Regions from separate parts of the Oryctolagus cuniculus genome. Here region 2 is linked to region 1. Evidence: chromatin contacts called from public Micro-C data. All regions are on one chromosome and are shown on one strand. Each heading gives the region's core, a stretch centred on a gene start, on an enhancer-like site or on the middle of the called end of the contact. The rest is flanking DNA. Distances are from core to core; before and after follow the strand shown. Region 1 holds the start of ZFP90 (ZFP90 zinc finger protein). Region 2 has its middle 33 kb from the start of ZFP90.

What was found. A called contact is a pair of places that touch in the nucleus more often than the background predicts.
Region 2: a contact with region 1 is called in a Micro-C map of ear pinna, with 4 times the contacts expected there. The contact joins the enhancer-like site here to the promoter of ZFP90 in region 1. A contact is called at or near these places in 3 of 6 Hi-C or Micro-C datasets (ear pinna, psoas muscle and an unstated tissue).

What each region holds. Positions count from the first base shown.
Region 1 is chr18:51,729,642-51,737,351 of mOryCun1.1, reverse strand. It overlaps ZFP90 (ZFP90 zinc finger protein), which reads right to left and starts at 2,734. Exons shown (of 4, transcript XM_070062656.1): 1 at 2,476-2,734.
Region 2 is chr18:51,763,600-51,771,309 of mOryCun1.1, reverse strand. No RefSeq gene overlaps it. Among named protein-coding and RNA genes, the nearest start is that of ZFP90, 33 kb to the right of the region's middle. Within about 2 kb of position 3,234, at least 8 of the 8 cell types and tissues checked have an H3K27ac peak or open chromatin away from gene starts, as enhancers often do. A contact at or near this core is called in ear pinna, where this site is marked.

The DNA of each region.
Region 1 (7,710 bases), core at 1,485-3,984:
AGTAAAAATATACCTAAAGGCACTGTATGCTGTGTTTTTTATTTACTGTAAAGCGCTGTAGTTTTACTTGAGAGGCAGGGACAGAGATCTCCCATGCACTGGCTCACTCTCCAACTTTCCACATCAGCAGAGGCAGGACCAGGAGCTGGGAACTTGCGCTAGGTCTTTCCCACAGGTGGTAGGGACTCAACTACTTGAGCCATTGCCTGCTGCCTTCTGGAGTACGCATCAGTAGGAAGCCAGAACCAGAAGTGGAGCTGAGACTCAAACCCAGGCACTCCACCATGGGACGCAGGGGTCCCAGGCAATAAAACGCTTTTAAAGGACATTACTAGTTGTTTTTAATAAACACTTTTAATTTACTTATTGTATTTGAAAGGCAAAGAGACAAGAGACACAGAGAGAGAGAGAGAGATCTCCCACGTGCTGCTTCAAAGGCCTACAAAGGCCTGGGTTGGGCCAGGTGGAAACCAGGACCCTGGGACTGACCGTCAGGGGCTCCTACGTGGTGGCAGGGACTCAAGTTCTTAAGCCACCACCTGCTGCCTTCTAGTACGTGCATGAGCAGCAGCTGGATCCCAGACATGGGACGCCGGCATTTCCAGGAGCATCCTAACAGCAGTGCCAGGCACCCACCCTAAAAGCTGCTTTTAAAGGACATTACTAGTTGGTATTTTTATCTGGACTGATATGACTGTCTCACACATTGCCATCTGGATCCTTTTTTTTTTTTTTTTTTTTTTTTTTTTGACAGGCAGAGTGGACAGTGAGAGAGAGACAGAGAGAAAGGTCTTCCTTTGCCGTTGGTTCACCCTCCAATGGCTGCCGCGGCCCGCGCACTGCAGCCGGCGCACCGCGCTGATCCATTGGCAGGAGCCAGGTGCTTCTCCTGGTCTCCCATGGGGTGCAGGGCCCAAGCACTTGGGCCATCCTCCACTGCACTCCCTGGCCACAGCAGAGAGCTGGCCTGGAAGAGGGGCAACCGGGACAGAATCCGGCGCCCCGACCGGGACTAGAACCCGGTGTGCAGGCGCCGCAAGGTGGAGGATTAGCCTAGTGAGCCGCGGCGCCGGCCTGGATCCTTACATTTTCACCGACAGACTCTGTAAATCCACGGATAACCCCGAGTGAGGATGCTTCTAGAAAATGCGCCCTCTGCCGCAAGTCTAAATGAGCTCCCAAATCAGTTTCATTCACATTAATCAAGGTGCAGGCCGAACTTCCGGGGGCTGCGCACTAGCATTCCTTCATCAAGGCAGAAAAAGACAAGAAAAGGCTGGCGCCGCGGCTCACTAGGCTAATCCTCCGCCTTGCGGCGCCGGCACACCAGGTTCTAGTCCCGGTTGGGGCGCCGGATTCTGTCCCGGTTGCCCCTCTTCCAGGCCAGCTCTCTGCTGTGGCCAGGGAGTGCAGTGGAGGATGGCCCAGGTGCTTGGGCCCTGCACCCCATGGGAGACCAGGAAAAGCACCTGGCTCCTGCCATCAGATGGCGCCGGCCGCGGCGGCCATTGGAGGGTGAACCAACGGCAAAGGAAGACCTTTCTCTGTCTCTCTCTCACTGTCCACTCTGCCTGTCAAAAAAAAAAAAAAAAAAAAAAAAAAAAAAAAAAAAAAAAAAAAAAAAAAAAGACAAAAATTCGGGGCAAGTCAGTCTGATTTTGTCTTTTGCTTTCTTCCTTGCCCAAAAAAAAAGCCCGTTTCCACCAGCCTCTTCCTAGGCAGATTCCGACGGGCCTTCTTCGGCTAAAGTTTCTCTGTGGCCCCCGGGTCAGCCGCTGGGTTCCTCTCCCCTCACTCATCGCCACTCACTTCCTCCTCCCCAGCTGCCTGTCCGTCACCTCACCCTCTCCACGGATGGACAAGAGTTCAAGAACTGGCGTGGCACTCAGCACTCAGCACTGCCGGACATTGCCCAGCATCACCAGACCGCACGGCCCCGGCCCCTCTAGCCCACAGGGCGGCCCCCGCGTTGGGAATCCCGCTCTCTCCAGCCCTGGGCGCCCCGGGGTTTCTCGCGTGGCTACGAGGCTCCAAGTCGCCAGGCGGAGGACACGAACAGTCCCCAAACATGCCCGGGGGGGCCTCGCTGGATGGGACGCCCCCGGAGGTCGGGGACGCGCTGCTCACCTGGGGCGCGGCCGTCGGCGGCCTCGGGGCCATTCCTGCCTCGCCGGGGCCCGCTGCCCGACCGGAGCTGGGGAGAGAGGACAGGGCGTGCTCACCGGCTGCGGCCGCCGCCCGGTCCCACCCCGCCCCGCCGCCCCGCCTCCGGCCCTCGGCCGCTGCAGCCCGAGCGCGGCGGGCAGCGGAGCGTGGGCCCCGCCCGGGCCCGCCGCGCCTCCTTCCCCAGCTGAAAGGCCCGGCCGCCTCCAGGACACCTCACAGCAGTCACGCCCAGTCTCACCCGCTACACGGTGGCCGATGGCCTGCGGGCACCCCCCCACCTCCCGAACCCGTGAGAAGTGCCGCCCCCACCCGCGCACTCGGAATCACCGCCTCCGGGGGCCTCCGAATCTTGCAACCTCAGGCCACCCAGAGCCGCTGGCCGGCTCCTCCCGCGCCTGCAGCAGGCTCGGTTCTCTCCAATCCTGATCTGCTGATGGGCTTGCCCCGAGCGGCCTCAGCCGCACCAGGGCCGGACAATGGCTGCAGCGGCGGGCAGAGCCGGAAGTGCGCCTGCGCACGCGGAGGCTCGCGCCCGCAACCCCGGGACGGTGGCGGATGCGCGAACTACACTTCCCAGACGCCCCCGCGCGCAGGCCCCCACAGAGGCGGCCCCGAGGGGCGCTGCGGTGGGGCCCGCGGTTAGGGCGGAGCTGGGGAGCGGTGTGGCTGTCAATCACTGGGCTCGGTCAGTGAGCCACCGCCATCTTGCTAGCGGGGGTCAGACAGCTGTGGCTTGGGCAGGAGGGGTCTCTGCGTAGGTGCCTGTGGACGAAGTAGACAGTAAGAGCGTAAACATAGCCACGAGATGATTTCAGGTTCTGACGTCAGCTGTTAAGAATGGGACAGGACGGGGAGTGAGGCAGCGTTAGTGCTTGGGCATTCCCGAATCCTTGTCAAGAGGCGATTCTCAGGGCCTGTCTTCACACTGGCTCCCCATACTACACTTACTACGATCAAGAAACTTGACGAAATATTTAATGATACCGCAGAAGAGAAAAAAATTTCCGGGAGGTCCCGCACGAGTGCCGCCCAGACTGTGCCGCAACCATGTTGGACCATGACCTACTATCGCATTGCTTAGGGTGTTGTGCTTGGAGTAAGCCACAGATGATGGCAAATTTCAGCACAAAGATGGTGAACTTCAAGGGGTCGTGGTGCAGTGGGTTAAGCCGCTGTTAGAGATAAGCGCATCCCAAGTCAGAGTTCCTGGTGTGAGTCCCAGCTGCTCAGCTCGTGATTCCAGCTTTCATTGCTCCCGGAGTAAGTGGATGCAGTGGAAAGCACTCGGAGTTTACCCCCCGGGAGAGGGATGTGCAGTTCACAGCAGATAAGAGGCTGTGGCCCCAGAACTCCGAAGTCGGGCACCCCTGAGTCTCCTCTAAGGAATTCACACGTGCACTTCCGTGTTGTTTAGAATATTTTAAAAATCTTTTAAAATGCATGCATGAGCTGGAAAATTGGTAAGGACTACACAGAGGGAAAAAAAAAAAAAAAAAAAAAACGAAACAAAACTGATGACGAGTATAGGCAGAACATTGAAAGCCTGCCTTCCCCTGGAAGTTATCTGCCAAGGGAGACTGCCCTGAGCTTTGTTTCTGGTGCTCCTGAAGCACCAGAGAGGTAACAAAGCCCACGTCCCATCTGAAGTAGGGTGTCTAATGGAGACAACCCCCAACCTCCAGTAAAAATAGGGACTCCAAGGGTGAAACCCTCCACTGGAGACTGCCGTCTTAAACCTTGGACATGGGGGTCAGCGCTGTGGGGGTAAAGCCGCCGCCTGCAGTGCCAGCATCCCATATGGGCGCCGGTTCGAGTTCTGGCTGCTGCACTTCTGATCCAGCTCTCTGCTATGGCTTGGGGAAGCAATAGAGGATGGCCTAAGCTCTTGGGCCCCTGCACCCGTATGGGAGATCTGGAAGAAGCTCCTGGCTCCTGGCTTCAGATCGGCGCAGCTCCAGCCGTTGCAGCCATCTGCGGAGTGAACCACCGGATGGAAGACCTCTCTCTCTCTCTGTAACTCTTTTTTTTTTTCTTTCAAATAAGTAAATAAATCTTTAAAAAATTAATAAAATACACAGAATTAACAGCAGATTAGACATCAGTGACCAGAATGTAGATCTGAGGAAATAATTCACAAATGATGGGATGGAAAAAAAAATGAAGGAGAAAGTGTACAGATGGGGCTGGCATCGTGGCATAGCACGGAAAGTCGCTGCCAATGATGCTGGCATCCCATATGGGCGCTGGTTCACATCCCACCTGCTCTGCTTCCGATCCAGCTCCCAGCTAACGGCCTGGGAAAGCAGTGGAGGATGGCCCAGGTGTTTGGGCCCCTGCCACCTACGTGGAAGGACCCAGATGAAGCGAATGGTTTCCAGCTTTGACTTGGCCTGGCCCCTGCTGCTGTGGCCATTTGGAAAGTGAACGCAGTGGATAGATCTCTGTGTGTGTCTCTTTCTCTCTGTAACTCTTTCAAATAAGTAAATAAATCTTAAACAAAAAATAAAAGTATGGGACTGATATTGTGGCCTAGCAAAGCCACCCACCACCTGTGACACCACCACCCCATGTGGGCACCAGTTCGTGTCCTGGCTGTTCCACTTCCAATTCAGCTCCCTGCTAATGTGCCTGGGAAAAGCAGTGGAAGATGGCCTGAGTTCTTGGGCCCCTGCCACCCTCGTGGGAGACCCGGAAGAAGCTCCTGGCTTTAGTCAAACCTAGCCCCAGCCATTGCAGCCATCTGGGGAGTAAACCAGCAGATGGAAGCTCTCTCTCTCTCCCTCTCTCTCTGTGTAACTCTGACTTTCAAATAAATAAACAAATCTTAAAAAAAAAACAAAACCAGACTCAGCCATAACATATCTAATCTGGGTTCCAGAATAAGAAATAGAGAAAATTGAGACAATATTTGAAAAGGTAAAGGCTGAGAATTTCCAGAATTGGTAAAAGATACAAATGTACAGATTCTGGAATGCCAGCAGTCCAAACATGATGAATGAAAATAAATTTACACTGACAAACAGCACAGGGACACTGAAGAACACTAACGATCTTTTTTTTTTTTTTTAAAGTGTTTATTTATTTGAAAGAAAGAGTGACAGAGAAAAAGAGGGCTGGGCCATGCTGAAGCCAGGAGCCTGGAATTTCACCCCAGTCTCCCACGTGAGTGACAGGGGTCCAGGTACTTGGGCCATCTTCTGCTGCTTTCCCAGGCGTGTTAGCAGGGAGCAGGTTCAGAAGTGCAGCAGCTGGGACTCGAACCGGTGCTTCAACACGGGATGCCAGCGAAGCAGGTGCTGGCTTACCCAGCTGTGCCACAATGCCAGCCCCTCAAAGATCTTAAAAGTAGCTAGAGAGAAAAGACAGATTAGCTTTGGAGGAATGGAAATTAGAAGATAGCAACAATGGGAGCCAGAGACACTTAGAATAATATCTTCAAGAAAGAATTGGGGGCTGCTGCCTGCCAGGCAGGTATCCTATCTCGGGGTGCCTGTTCAGGTCTTGGCTACTCTGCTTGCTGCCTGCCAGACTTAATCGTCCTCTGTCCCAGCTGAGACTGATCTCCCTGAAGCCTGTTCCTCCCTTGGCTCCCAATGCTGCCCTTTCTGCAGCTCCTAGAATTTTCTACATTCCACCCTTGTCCCCACACATCAGCTCTTTCTTTTTTTCTTTTTAATAGCTCTTTTGGGATATCATTTATCTATCATAGGTCTCACAATTGAAAGTGTACAATTCAGTAAAAAAACAAAAATCACTATAAAACATTTTCATCATCCCAAGAAAACTGTGCCCCATAGTGGCCACTCTCTAATCTCATCCCCGCCACCTCTCAGTCCTAGGAACTTGCTGTGTTTTCTGTACACTAGATTAGCCTATTCTGGACATTTCCTATAAATGGGATCATGCAATATATGATTTCTTTTTGTAACTGACTTCTTTCATGCACCATAGTGCTTTTGAGGTTCATCCATGTGGTAGCACATGTAAGTATTCCATTTTTATTGCTGGTAAATATGGATATACTGTGTTCATTCATCAGTTGGGATGTGTACACTTTGGCTTTTAATGCATTCATAATAACAACACTGCTAGGAATAGTTGTGTGAACACTTTTATGGGGACATGTTTTCATCTCCCTTGGGGCGATACTGAGACGTGGGGTCGCTGGACATTTGGTAGCCTCATGGTTGACATTTTAAGGAATCGCAAGTCTGTTTTCCAGGGGGGCTGCATTATTTCGCATTCCCAGCAACAATGTGTGGGGATTCCGATTTACATCCTTGCCAGCATTTCTTATTGTTTAACCATTCTAGTTGTATGTGGCTAATTTTACATTATATGGATTTTACTTTAAAAAAAAAAAAGCCTAAATGTTGACAAAATTTTGACGCCAGGAAAGCATTTTTCACATTGAAGACAATGGACAACAGTAGCAGAAATCCACAGGGCACAGGAGGTGTTGGATAAGGACTAACCGATGTCTTTAGAGAGTGGCAGGAAGCAGGCTCTGAGCCATGCGGAAGCTGATGTGGGCCTGGGCCCCCTTTTCCTACCTCTCAGCAGACATGTCTTCTTGATTACTCCTCTCAGGCACCCCCTCCCACTCCTGCTCCACCCGCTCTGTCCTTTATTTTGATGAATGACATCTCAATACACAATAGCAGTTTGGATACAAGAACTATTTCGTAAAATTCTTTATTTATTTGGGAGCCAGAGTGACAGAAAGAAGGAGAAACAGAGAAATATTCCATCTGCTGGTTTACCCCCCAGATGCCTACAGCCCCTGGGGCTGGGCCCGGCCAAAGCCGAGAGGCAGGAGCTCCACCCGGGTCTCCCACATGGTGGCAGGAACTCAAGTACTTGGGCCACCATCTGCTGCCTCCCAGGTGCGTTAGCAGAAAGGGGTATTGGAGGTGTAGGCAGAACTCAACCCATGCACTGATATAGGATGCAGGGACCCCAAGTGGTGGCTTAACCCACTGCACCACAGCCCGTGCCCCAGTAATCCTGTTTACACACCCTGAAGACTATTGCCTGGCATTGTTTTCAATGCCTCCACCCAGAGGGCATCTCAACCATAAACTCTCAGACCTGGGCTATGCTTTGTTTTGATGGATCAGCAGGAATGATGGCTTCCCAAAGAGGTCCATGTCCAAATTCCCAGGACCTGTGAATATATTTCCTTACACGGGAAAAGGAACTATGGGTGTGATTAAATTAATGATTTTAAAAGGGGGAGGTTAAGTTTGGATTATCCAGGTGGATAAATCTAATCCCGAAGATACACAAAGGTGGAGAACCTCCTCAGCTGTGACTAAGGAGCCATGACCAAGGAGAGGCAGCACTGATGACGCTGAAGACAGAAGAAGGGGGCCGTAGCCAAGGAATGCTGGTGGTTTCCAGAAGTTGAAAAAAGCAAAGAAACAGATTCTCCCCTAGAGCTTCCAGAAACAGCCTTGTCCATATCTTGATATTAGCCTCTGAGTTTACCCAGAAACACTTGCGCATCTGTTTAAATTATAGTCACTGTGAACCAAAAACATG
Region 2 (7,710 bases), core at 1,985-4,484, 33 kb before region 1:
TCGCATCTGATTCTTATCTGCTGATCTGTCAAGCCTCAGCTTATCCCTGTAGGCCAGAATCATCAGCTGCTCCTTTAAAAGGAGGTGCTCATAACATCAGATTCACCTAAATGAGCTCCCCCTCCCTTGCATCCTGGCTCCTCAGTTCCTAGCTGCCTTGGTAGTTTTCCAATGCCTTCTCTCTCTCAGGATTTTTTTTTTTCCATCTCTTCTAGTTATTTCTAGTAGGAAACGTAATTTACTAAAGCTATTCTGTCTTTGCCAGAAATGAGTGTCATATCTATGGCAGGGATCATTTTTCTCTAGTTCAACATCTTCCTGAGGGTGTCTTGAATCCTAACTCTGTATTTGCATTTATTTCTATTTCTATTTATTTAATTTTCTTTGAAAGGCCAAGAGATAGGGACAGAGAAATCTTTTATCCACTGGTTCATTCCCTAAATGCCTGCAACAGTCAGGGTTGTACCAGGCTGAAGTCGAGAGCCTGGAACTTAACTTGGGTCTCCCATGTGAGTGGCGAAGATCGAAGTATTTTAGCCATAACATGCTGCCTCCCAGGGTGCACATTAGCAGGAAGCTGCACTGGAAATGGAGGAACCAGAACTCAAACCAAGCATTCTGACAGGGGATGCAGGTGTCCTAACAGGAATCAGCCATTCGCCAAACTCTGACTCCTAACTCTGTCCTTTTAAAGGCTAACATACATAACATTGTTGCTTTATAATCACTTAGATTTATCCATATTTGCTACTTCCTTTGGGTTCTATCTTTGCTTATGTTTTTGGTTATTTGGGATAATTTTCCTTTTATATGAAACACAGTCTTTAGATGTAAGGTCTGATCGTGATGAAATTCGTTTGTGCTTGCATAAAAGGGACTTACGATGTGCTTACGCCTCAAAGACTTCTTTTATGTCTAGCTGGGCAGGTATTTTCTTTGGTGGAATGAATTCATTCCTCATTCACATGGCTTCCACTGTTGCCAGTGAGAGGTCAGCTTTTATTTCTTTGAAGGCATTTTTATTTTACAATGGCTTTTAAAATTTTTATCTGCCTTTGATTTTCTATTATTTTATCCTGATGTATCTAGTTATAGATTTTTTTGTTTGGCTCCTTGAATATGTATATTGGCATGTCTTCCATAAATTCTGGAACACTCCCAGCCATTAACTTTTTAAGAATTTCACATAGCACTGGCGCCACGGCTCACTAGGCTAATCCTCCGCCTTGCGGCGCCGGCACACCGGGTTCTAGTCCCTGTCGGGGCACGGGATTCTGTCCCGGTTGCCCCTCTTCCAGGCCAGCTCTCTGCTGTGGCCAGGGAGTGCAGTGGAGGATGGCCCAGGTGCTTGGGCCCTGCACCCCATGGGAGACCAGGAAAAGCACCTGGCTCCTGCCATCGGATCAGCGCGGTGCTCCGGCCGCAGCGCGCCGGCCGCAACGGCCATTGGAGGGTGAACCAACGGCAAAGGAAGACCTTTCTCTCTGTCTCTCTCTCTCACTGTCCACTCTGCCTGTCAAAAAAAAATAATTAAAAAAAAAAAAAAGAATTTCACATAGCTTTTTATTTTCCTTTTGGAAATTATTAAATTTATGTTGGACTTCTTACCTAGGGGTTTTAACATGTTTTGGCCTGTCATCTATATTTTCCAACAAACTAGTGTCTCTGCTCACTAGCTTCTAGATAATTTCTTCTCATCCATATTCTAATTCATTAACTCTCTTCTTTCATATCTAGTTTGCTGTTAAACACAAAATTGGGTTTTTTTTAAAAGCTACTTTAAAAATATTCTATTTGGTTATCTTTTCAAATATGCAATATCTTTTTTATGATTCCTGGTTTTTGTAGATATTTTTGTGCTTGTCTTTAACTTTTAAATATAGTACAAATTGCTATTTTATACTTTCTCTAATGATTCCACTATCTGAAGTGAGCACTTTGTTGTCTGTTATTTCTGCATCATATTGTTTCCTTGTATTTCTGGTTATGTCTGAGAGTGTGCTTGGAGTTTTCTCAAAAAAATAAAACATGGGGCCAGCGCTGTGGCATACTGGGCTAAGCCTCCATCTGCAGTGCTGGCATCCCATATGGATACTGGTCCAAGTTCTGGCTGCTCCTCTTCGATCTAGCTCTCTGCTATGGCCTGGGAGAGCAGTATAATAACGTGGCTCAAGTCCTTGGGCCCCTGAACCCATGTGTCAAGAAGCTCCTGCATCAGATCAGCCCATCTCCGGCTGTTGCAGCCATTTGGGGAGTAGCCAGTGGATGGAAGACCTTTCTGTCTCTCCCTCTCTCTAACTCTGCCTTACAAATAAATAAAATCTTAGGAAAAACAACACTTTATTATGTGATTTTTTCCCTAAGGATAGTTTTGTCTCTGCGGAGCAGGAGGGCACACCACCACTAGGGCAATGTTAACAGGGCTCCCTACGCCTCCTGGTGACCTCCGTTTGGAAGCCATATCTAAGTCAGAGATCATTTTTCTAGTTCAACATCTTCCCGAGGGTGTCTTATCCAGGACCTCATTTCAAACATGGGGTTATCAAGTCCACCACCGTCACAGGCGGGCTGGACAGGCGTTGTTTTCATCAGCAAAATGCAGCTTCAAGTGCTGGGACTGCGAAGTGTCCCCTGCTTCTCAGAGGTGGATCCCTAATTCTTCGCGCTCGTCAGCTCTTTGATGCCTTTGGAATGCTTTTCTGAACATCTCACTCCGCCGGCGGTATTTTCTGTGGAAAACTCGGTCCCGGTGGCCTAGCTCGCCATTATTCCCTCCCGCCAGCCTGCACAGAACCCTGCCCGTCCCCAGGAAAGCGAAGAGGAATGGTGTCTGCTCTTCACCCACCCCTACTTCAGAGGACAAGAAACTTAGACTTGCTCAGGAAAAGCCACTTTTTCAAAGCGGAAGCCTGGCCACCTAGAGTTTCTCCGCTTACCTAGCCAATTTCATACGGTTCAATTTATGCGCATTTTTCCGGGAGGTCACGTGTTAACATATGCCTGCATCCCGCCAGAGGGCAAAGCGCGGGAGAAGCGGGGAAGTATCTGGCCCGGGTGTCCTAGTCCCGACCGCGAGCGGCCACGGGAGGAGGGTGACAGGGTCCCAAGGACAAGGAATTCGGCAGAGGCCGCGGAACCACATTCGCTCCCACCGCGCCCAGGGAGCACACACCACCACGCACAAGCCGTCTCTGTCCAGGTCCGAGCGCGAGGCGGAAGACGCCGTACACGGAAGCGGAAGTGCGCCGCCGCCAAGGCTTTCGGGTAGTGTAGTCTGCAGCCGCGCCTCGCGTCCCGGCGCTGCGGAGACTCTTCCCGCGCTGTGCGAACGCACCTGGCGGAAATACGCGTCCTACCCACCACTCACAAATGTCAGGGGACGCCAATGGTCCTCCTTTGGACACCTCTTTAAAGGGTGGACCCACAGCTTCGTATTGTTAGCCCTAAATCGGTGGTGTCACCATTGGAAGCCCTTCTCACTCCACTGTGCCATGAAATCCTCCTTTAGGACAACTTGAGCTGGGCAGAAACGATTTTGTATACTTTCGGTTATTAAAACCTAGCCCGGGGCCAGCGATGTGGCATAGTGGGTAAAGCCGCCGCCTGCAGTGCCAGCATCCCATATGGGCATGAGTTCAAGACCCGGCTGGTCCATTCCGATCAAGCTCTCTGCTATGGCCTGGGAAAGCAGTGTAAGATGGCCCAAGTCCTTGGACACCTGCACCCACGTGGGAGACCTGGAAGAAGCTCCTGGTTCCTGGCTTGGATCGGCACAGCTCCAGCTGTTGGGGCCAACTGGAGAGTGAAGCAGAGGACGGAAGACCTCTCTTTCTCTCTCTCTGCCTCTCCTCTCTCCATGTAACTCTTTCAAATAAAATAAATAATTCTTTAAAAAAAAAAAAAAAACAAAAAACAGAACCCTAGCCCAGCCATTTAAAAATGCCATATTCTTAGATTCACAATTGCCTGCCTATGCCCTCCTACACCCTCTACTCCCTGCCCTTGCCATGTGTTGGGCGAGGTTGGAAACCGAAAGTCGGCATTGAAGGTGAGGCAGGGGAGAAGCTCTGGTGCCCCATCTGGCTGCCTTAGTCCTGTCAGCTTGAGAGCGTGGCCTCCCCCACAGTAACCCTGCATTCAGCTTGACCCCTGCCCTGTGATTCCCAGCAGGACAGCCGGCCTTTTCCTAAGGACTCACACAGTCCTCGCCTTTAACTCCTCTCCTGGCGTTAGCCCTTACTTTGGCGGGCAACCAGTGGGACACACCCCCAATGGCTCTTGACCACCTGACCTCCTCCCTTCCAGGCCCAGGGTGGACGTTCACCAGCCCAGTTTTCCACCCCAGATTGAGCTTCCAATCTAGTTAACTCCTTCATCCCGAGAGGTCCCAACCTGGACAATCAATTATATGGATACCCTGTGCAGGAACCACTGAAATTCTGTATTGTGCTCTTTGGCAACAAAGAGAACAGAAGGAGCAGACCTGTCCTCCCTCTCCCCCTACCCAGGCACAACCCAAATGCCAGCCCTTAAGAGAGCTTCACACTCTGCTGCCAGGGACTTGTTTCTCACCACCTTTCACACGCATGTGCACACACTTCTGGGTCACAGTCACGTTTTCCCAGAACTCCAGGTGGCAGCCCTTGAAGTGGGCCTCCGCGTGTGCTGCAGATGAAGATGCCAAGCTCCTGTGTTTTCAGATGCCCTAGCGTCTCCAGTCACTCGCAGTCTCCCTGATCTGTCAGGGGAGGGGTAGAGGCCTTGCAGCATGAGGTCCGCCTCCTCTGGATAAAACCTTATTCTACAGGGCTATAGAATGAAGTGGTGGTGCACATGTGTTATAGTGAGTCCTGTGGCACAATGTACCGGTCCTTTGTGACACCCTTTAGAATGCAGAACATGCGATTTTGTTTTCCATTTTAGGGTTTTATCAGCAACTCCAAACCAATAGAAATGACTCTGTCAAAATCCTGGGACAACTCTTAACTTTGGAAATTGAACACTAAAATCCAAAAGCAATCACTACAAATTCTGATGATACTTGTTCACACCACACTAAACTATCATTTATATTTCATGTTCTAATTTCTTAGTTCCTTTATCCATTAAAATATGTTAAAACAAAATTAAAAAGTGGGGCAGGCGTTTGGCCTAGCAGTTACAACACTGGTTGGGACACCTGCTACACGGTATATCAGTTTCCAGGCTGGGCTCTCCTCTTGATTCCAGCCTGCTGCTAATGTGCACCGTGGGAGGCAGTGGTGATGGCTCAAATAGTTGGGTTCCTGCCACCTAAATGGCAGGCCTGGATTGAATTCCTGGCTTCTGGCTTCAGCCCTAAACCAGGTCATTTGCAGGCATTTGGGGAGTGAACCAATGCATGGGAGTGGTAGCTTTGGGATCTGCAAGGAGGGAAGGCCTATACTTCTGGGAATGGAAAGTTCCTACCTGTACTTCCGGGGAAGAAAAGTCCTTGTCAAGGTCCCCGCAGGTGCCTAAAGGTCAACCAATGAGGATCAGACCCGCCTCAACCTTTAACCCCCATGCCCTGAATCTATAAAAGGAGCACTCCCAATCTCTGACGAGCGACTTTCCCGGCCCCTGCTCTGTTGCTCTGTTGGGACTGGGGAACCTCGCCTGGGAGCGGATCCCCAATAAAAGCCTGTGAATTAATTGATTCGTCTGCCTGGGAAGATTTGTTACGCGCTGGACACCTCACAGATGGTGCCCAAACCCGGGAGCTGAGGTTGGCGCCTCCCCTTTCTGGGTTTGAGGCCCCCTCGCTCCTTGAACCTGTCTGGTGCCCCAGGCTGACTACGGACCACACTTGACCAACTGTAAGTAACTCCTCCCTTGCTCTCCCTCCCTCCTCTGGGTTGGCCCAGTCTCTGTGATCTCCGGCTAGCTCTCCGTCAGGACAGAGACCTCCAAATTGTGCGCACGTGGTCTCTGTTCTCTCCATTGTTTAGCTTTCCAGCGGCTGTGGAGACGTCCCGCCACTGGCTTGGCCCTGTAGAGGACTGACCTCTAATCCCTCTGCTGAAGTCCAGGACTGGGGACGCCTTGACCGAATGTCAGTAGATCTGGGCTACCGGGGAGACCTTGGGATCTGGCTAATCCTGAGGGTGGGACTCAAAATGCCCTCTGGCCTGCCTCCTAAAGAACTTGAAGAAACTGGACTGGCCCAGGATGCGCCGGACACCTTGCAGGGAGCTCTCTCTCTGTGTCTCTTGCTTTCTGTCTCTTGAATAAGTAAATAAATCAATAAAAATTTTAAAGTGTTTTTTCCAAAATTATAGGAGTTTCACTAAAATTTGTTAGCAAAAATTAGTAATCTCCTTCCACCAACTCCTGCAAATAGTCGCTTATATTCTTTATCTATAGGAGGCCCTCTCCATCTTTGTGTTTATTGTTGAAATTTATTTGAGAGGCAGAGAGTCAGAGAGAGCACTCCCACTGCTGGTTCACTCTCCAAATGCCTGCAATGACTGGGACAGGGGGAACACAGTAGGGAGCCAGGAGCTCAACTCCAGATTTCCACATGGGTTGCAGGAACTCAACTACTTGAAGCATCACCACTGCCTCCCAGGGTTTGCATTAGCAAGAAGCTGAAAGCAGGAGTTAGAGCTGGGAGTGGTGCCCAGGCACTCCAACAGAGGATACATTTGCATCTTAACAGTTGGGCCAAATGCTTACCCCCCTCCCCCATTTTAATTGGTCCTTCAAAATCACATCTGGGGAGTGGGAATGATCCTAACAGTGCCCTCCCTTCCTTCTTGAGCATGGATCACCTTTTTAAAAAACAGGAATAACCATTATTCCTTCTCCTAAATCTTTCAGGTATGCTGGCTACGCAGCTCAGCTGGCCTCAGGCCCAGAAGGAAGGGCCTGACTGTGAGAAAAGGGGTCAGACAAGAGCAAGAAGAATGATTTTAATTGTAAGAGTAAACATTCAGGGCCAGCACCACGGTTCACTTGGTTAATCCTCCGCCTAGCGCCGCCGGCACACCGGGTTCTAGTCCCAGTCGGGGCGCCGGATTCTGTCCTGGTTGCCCCTCTTCCAGTCCAGCTCTCTTTTGTGGCCCGGGAGGGCAGTGGAAGATGGCCCAGGTGCCCTGCACCCACATGGGAGACCAGGAGGAAGCACCTGGCTCCTGGCTTCGGATTGGCACAGTGTGCCGGCCGTAGCGGCCATTTGGGGGGGTGAACCAATGGAAGGAAGACCTTTCTCTGTCTCTCTCACTGTCTAACTGCCTGGCAAAAAAATAAATAAATAAAAATAAATTTAAAAAAAGAGTAAACATTCAGAGAGGCCAACACCTATGTGACACCTTCTTTTAGCTAATGTTAATGTTTTGCCATATTTGCTTTTTTATCTTTATTTATTCATTTTTAAACACAGACCTGTGTGGGAGGAGATGTGGGTGATTGGAAGAGCTCTCCAGACTCCACCTTTTGTCAACCACGGGGGCAGGGATGGGATCCCTTAGGCTGTTTTGCAGAATTGGCAGAACTTTGTGCTTTCACTTTTTAAAATATTTATTTATTTATTTGAAAGGCAGAGCAACAGAGACCTTCCATCTGCTGGTTCATTTCCCAGATGGCTATAACAGCCGGGGCTGGGCCAGGCTGAGGTCAGGAGCCAGGAACCCCATTTGGGTCTCCTGCTTGGGCAGGTACTCACTTGCTGCCTTCCTGAATCTCCATTAA